2 separate regions of the Mus musculus genome follow, and region 1 is linked to region 2. A link is a contact called in public HiChIP or PLAC-seq data. All regions are on one chromosome and are shown on one strand. The core of a region is the stretch at or near the end of the contact, and the rest is flanking DNA. Distances in the headings are between cores, read along the strand shown.

Evidence for each region. HiChIP or PLAC-seq counts read pairs in DNA pulled down with a chosen protein or histone mark.
Region 1: an H3K27ac HiChIP or PLAC-seq map of embryonic stem cells shows a contact between it and region 2, with 13 read pairs. The contact joins two enhancer-like sites. A contact is called at or near these places in 7 of 484 Hi-C or Micro-C datasets (8-cell embryo, Th1 cells, embryonic stem cells and 2 more), 3 of 115 datasets of contacts at active chromatin or transcription factors (all in embryonic stem cells) and 2 of 9 other capture datasets (adipose tissue and pancreatic islet).

What each region holds. Positions count from the first base shown.
Region 1 is chr1:37,128,807-37,131,572 of GRCm38.p6, forward strand. It overlaps Vwa3b (von Willebrand factor A domain containing 3B), which reads left to right. Exons shown (of 28, transcript NM_001370828.1): 14 at 78-254. Among named protein-coding and RNA genes, the nearest start is that of Gm37020, 20 kb to the right of the region's middle. Within about 2 kb of position 1,400, at least 11 of the 459 cell types and tissues checked have an H3K27ac peak or open chromatin away from gene starts, as enhancers often do. A contact at or near this core is called in embryonic stem cells, where this site is marked.
Region 2 is chr1:37,041,657-37,044,356 of GRCm38.p6, forward strand. It overlaps Vwa3b (von Willebrand factor A domain containing 3B), which reads left to right. Exons shown (of 28, transcript NM_001370828.1): 3 at 639-733. It overlaps Gm39626 (a long non-coding RNA gene), which reads right to left. Exons shown (of 3, transcript XR_865352.2): 2 at 1,217-1,400; 3 at 911-1,078. Among named protein-coding and RNA genes, the nearest start is that of Gm39626, 3.3 kb to the right of the region's middle. Within about 2 kb of position 1,320, at least 26 of the 459 cell types and tissues checked have an H3K27ac peak or open chromatin away from gene starts, as enhancers often do. A contact at or near this core is called in embryonic stem cells, where this site is marked.

The DNA.
Region 1 (2,766 bases), core at 150-2,649, 87 kb after region 2:
TGTCTGTTTGCCACATGCATGCCTGATACGTATGGGGGCCAGAAGAGGGCTTCAAATTCTCCTTGTTATCTTTTCAGCCACCAGAAATGGTGATGGACCACGTCAAACTCTTTCAGAACATCCCCATCTGTGCCATCTCCTTCAGTTACAACGATGAGGTTGCGAACGAGTTCTTGAAGGAGCTTGCTGCCTTGACCGGAGGCGAGTTCCGAGCTTATAACTTTGGCTGCAAGGATCCCATTCAGGATACTCAGGTGGGAACTTGGCACACTGAGGAAATGGTTCACTCATTCATTCATTCGTTCGTGCATTCATTCATTAGAGTGTTACGAGTCTCAAAGATCAGCTCCTGAGCTGGGAGAACTGCAGCCATACACAAAACTAAGCAAAGCAGCTGGTGCAGTAATGATGCCCCAAGGTTGGTCCAAATGTGGCCTGAGGATCTCAGAACTTGTGACAATGTGAGCCTGGATCAAGGTCACAGGTACAAGCCAGGAACTCCTATCATGGCTAATGGCCCAAGGATCTTAGTAAGTTTTGTTGTGATCTTCTTCATTTTCCTCTTCCACCTCCTCCTCAGTTGTTGCTTTTGTGTGTAGGTGTTTGTTTGCGTGTATGTCTACGTGCAATATGCTTGTGCCTATGGGGGTCAGAAGAGTGCCTCAAATGCCTTGGAGTTACAGATGGTTAGCACCACAGGGCTGTTAAGAATAGACCCTGGTGCAAGGCAGAGGCAGGCAGATTTCTAAGTTCGAGGCCAGCCTGGTCTACAAAGTGAGTTCCAGGACAGCCAGGGCTACACAGAGAAACCCTGTCTTGAAACAAAAACAAAAACAAAAACAAAAACAACAAACAAAACAAAGCAAGAATAGAACCTGGGTCCTTTGCAAGAACAGCCAGCGCTCTTTAACCACTGGGCCATGTCTCCAGACCACACGTATACTGGCCTTTAACTAGCTACCTCTTAACTTCTCAAGGAATGCAACTATGTGACCATCTGATAAAATAATTCACACTGATGGGGAAAGGGGACAGAGTAACTGAAAGTATTCCCTGACCCTCTAGCCCTGGCCTGAGGATGTGATTTCAATGTTTGCCAGGTTTTTAAGGCTCCTGCTTGAGGTTCAGTTAAGGCGTGGAGACATCTGTATAGTTTAAAGGCATTGGGATTTTAATTTTTATTTATTTATTTTTTTTGCTGACTCAGTCTCTCAGCTAGTGTCCAATTCTCCGCCATTTCATCTCTCCACATGGTTCCTCAGAGCCGGACTCCAGCTCTGCTCAACTCCAGCCGAGCCTCCATTCTTCTTCCTCCTGTTTCCCTCAGCATCTCTGCCTGCCTGGAAGTCCTGCAGTACTTCCTGCCTCAGCTCCAGCTTCCAGCTGTTTATTATTCTAAAAGCCACACCCCTTACTCTGGGGTAGGCTGAGGAAGGTCACCTTCCCTTAGGGCAGCTTGGCTTCCTTGTAAAGGCAGGTGAGGAAGTGAATATTACACACCCCCTTAACCAGGCATTGCAGCTTCAAAGAACAATTGAAAACCCAAGGACAGAACATGCAACATTTGTGGGTCATCAACTCAGGGAGCTCTTCTGTAGGAAACCGTGCTTACTGCTCATTCTCCTCCGTTTTTTTTTTTTTTTTTTTTTTTTGGTTTTTCGAGACAGGGTTTCTCTGTATAGCCTTGACTGTCCTGGAACTCACTCCGTAGACCAGGCTGGCCTCGAACTCAGAAATCTGCCTGTCTCTGCCTCCCAAGTGCTGGGATTAAAGGCATGCGCCACCACTGCCCGGCCGTCATTCTCCTTCTTGTATGTAGAGACCTAGAACTGTTATCAGGACAAATCAGAGATATGAACAACTCTTGGTCTGAGGAGACTACCCTCTGAGAACCGAACCAGACAAAAGGACCTCAGGGGACTGTGCTCTGAGATCACCCTATACTAATGACAACAACCTGGTGGGGAAAGAGCTGCAGACCCTGTTGGAACAGTTGCAGGAGTTCCCATGCACAGCAAACCTGCCGACTTTTAGACAGAGGTTCAAAACAATTCCAAGAGGGAAAGACCACCTTTTCAACAAATAATTGGAACAACTGACAGTCCTCAGGCAAAACCCCAGTCTAAGTGCTGATCTTCACACACAGAGAGCACGCATGCGCAAAGTAAATCACAGGCTCCAATATATAAATTATAACAAATTATATAATATTTGTTTCCCTGTCAGCTACTCAGAGGATGAAATACAATGAAATAAACCCTGGCTTATTTTATATTATGTACTTTCTAATGTATTATCACAGTAACAGAAAGTAAACTAGAATAGCTAGCCTGGGAACTTTAATGAGACCCTGTCATAAACTTAAAGTGGGGCTGGGATATATAAGTTGGTGGTAGAGTAGTGGCCTAGCATGTAGAGTACCCAGGGTTCAAACCCCAGGGCTATAAAAACAAACAAAAAGTGTCCATCTAGAAAACCTGGGAAACACATCAGACATTCCACTGAGGAGGCCCAACAGAAGTGGGAAAGAAGCCAGGCCAGGAGGCCAGATGCCACCAGCACAGGCCAGGAGGCCAGATCCCACCAGCACAGGCCAGGAGGCCAGATCCCACCAGCACAGGCCAGGAGGCCAGATCCCACCAACACAGGCCAGGAGGCCAGATCCCACCAGCACAGGCCAGGAGGCCAGATCCCACCAGCACAGGCTAGAAGGCCAGATGCCACCAGCACAGCCCAGGAGGCTGGATCCCACCAGCACAGGCCAAG
Region 2 (2,700 bases), core at 70-2,569:
TGGTTTATTGAGATGACCTCATATGCATTTAACCCAGGCTGGCTTTGAACTCCTCATCCTCCTGCTTCTACTTCCCAGGTATTGGGATTAAAATGGTGACTAACATGCGTGCCCATTTTTTCCCCCCAAGTTATGTAAATTAAGTCCAAACCTTCAGTAAGACTCGAGGTGTTAAGCACGGTTTTTATTTATTTATTTATTTATTTATTTGCTTATTTATTTATTTATTATTATTTTATTTTATTTTTTCGAGACAGGGTTTCTCTGTATAGCCCTGGCTGTCCTGGAACCTACTTTGTAGACCAGGCTAGCCTCGAACTCAGAAACCCACCGGCCTCTGCCTCCCAAGTGCTGGATTAAAGGCGTGTGCCACCACCACCTGGCAGCACGGTTTTCATGCTGTGATTTTGAACTTTGCCTCAATTGTTCTAGCTAAAAGAAGCAGGAAATGAACTCCACCCCACCCCACATGATTTCCAAGACTTCTGCATGTCATAAGCACTTATGTTTATCATAGTTCCTGAGAGACCTTATGACTTAGGACAGAATACAAAGCATTACAAATTATTGAGGAAAATGTTTAAAAACAAGAGAGTCTTTGCTGATACGCCGTTTTGATTGTCTTTATACAAATACAGATTATGTGACTTCTTTGAGGAGACTCGTGGCTTCTCGGTATGCTGATGGCCTGTTCCCACAGATCTACACAGCAGAAGATGGCAGACTATACAACGTGAGTCACAGGTCCCTCAGTCCCACGGAAAGAGGCTGCGGCCACATTAAGATCTCAGGGGCTAAGTGGTGGAGATACACGCCTTTAATTCCAGCACTCAGGAGGCAGAGGCAGGGGAATCTCTAAGTTCGAGGCCAGCTTGGTGTACAGAGTAAGTTCCAGGACAGCTAAGGCTACAAAGAGAAACCCTGTCTTGAAAAAGAAAAAGAAACAAATAAACAAACAAACCCTCCACCAAGAAACAACAAAAGATCCCAGGGGCCAGAGGGATTCCCATTTCCTGTTTTCTTTGGGCAGTGGCTTAACGATGAAGTTATTGAGCAGCTGGGGAAGGAAGCCCAGAGCCTGAAAGAGAAGAGTACCGAGAGCTCTCGCTCAGAAGAAAACCCTTTATGTACTGTATTTTGAAAATGACGGTGAAAAAAAGTCAGTATGAGAGTAATCTCCAGAGTCACCCAAGAGACAAATGGAGGCTGTTCTTACCTGCCGGAGCCAGATTGGACGAGGGGCCAGCGCTGGCAGGCGGAGAGCTCACTCACGTCAGGCTAGGACCCACAACTGAAGTCTGAAGTCTTGTTGGAGACACACCTCTGAGAGCCACTGGGACTATTATTTCCTTGGAATCTGTAGGAGGCGCTCCCAGGAGCCCTGTGTTAGTCAAGATTGTCTAAAGAAAGAGGATTAGTAGAAAGAACATATCTATTGAAAGGGGATTTATTACAGTGGCTCACAAACTGTGCTTCAGCTAGCCCAACAATGACTACCTCCCGTTGGAAAGGCCAAGAATTCCTAGTAGTTCAGCCCAGGAGACTGGGTGCCCAGGTCTGGTGCTAGAGTATCGGAGGATTCCTAGAGGATGCTGGTCTTCAGCCTACATTGTACCCCTGAAGGAGTAGGCGCTAACACCAGCAAAGGAATGCCTCAGCAACAGGGTAATGAACTTGCCAGTGAGAGTGAGGGCAAGCAAGCAAAAAGAAAAAGCTTCCTTCTTTATGTCCATTCATGTGGGCTGCCTCCAGAAGGTGTGGCCCAGATTTAGGGCGGGTCTTCCCATCTCAAAGGATCCAATCAAGAAAATCCCTCACAGGAATGCTAAGGGACTTGTTTTCAGCTGATTTCAGAAGTGGTCAAGTAGACAACTAGTATCCATCACAATCCTCAACAGATACTTGGCAGAACACAGCATTTGCATTAAAACCCATTCAATTCTATATGTTATCGCTAGATGATTTATAATACCCAACACAGTATAAATGCTGTGTGAATACATCTTATATCATATTGGATAGGAAATAATAACAATAAATAACCTGTTCATAGTCAGTATCCATGCAGTTCATTTTTAGATATTTTCTACCCTAGGTTGGTTGAATTTGAGAATATAGGCCCTGTGGATAGAGAGGGCCGACTGTTTTTAATAATTTAAAATTGGACCTCTGGGTTTGGTGAACTAGAACTGTTTTAAACTGGTCCACATTAAAATCACCACAGAGCAGAGGTGTCTTTGCCCACATAAACCCACCGCCACACCCCCTGAGATCTTTCTGTGACTTTTCCTAGGTCTACAGGAATGGGAACAACCACCTGCTTAACCCCAGAAAGGGTCCGTTGAATCTAGCCCACGGAACCAGAGTTTATAGGGTTTACTCAAAAGGGTACAAGGGACTCAATGGCAATTGCATCATTGGGAAAAAGCCGCACAACACAGTTTCATGCCAAGGGCCCTGAAAGCTGAGGTCTTCAGAGAAGCCATGAGGTATGGCAGGGGCTGGGGCATGGCTCAGTGGACAAGCACTTGTTGAGCATGCGCAAAGTCCCAGGTTCCATCCCTGGCGCCACGATGCTGCAGAGAAATGGTGCTGGCCTTTGAGGAGTAGACAAGAATATAGACGCACGGCCTTTTCGTTCTTCTTGTCTGCTGTCTACCTCTTTGCATTCTAAAAGGCCTTTCGATTGTGCCAGGTGTG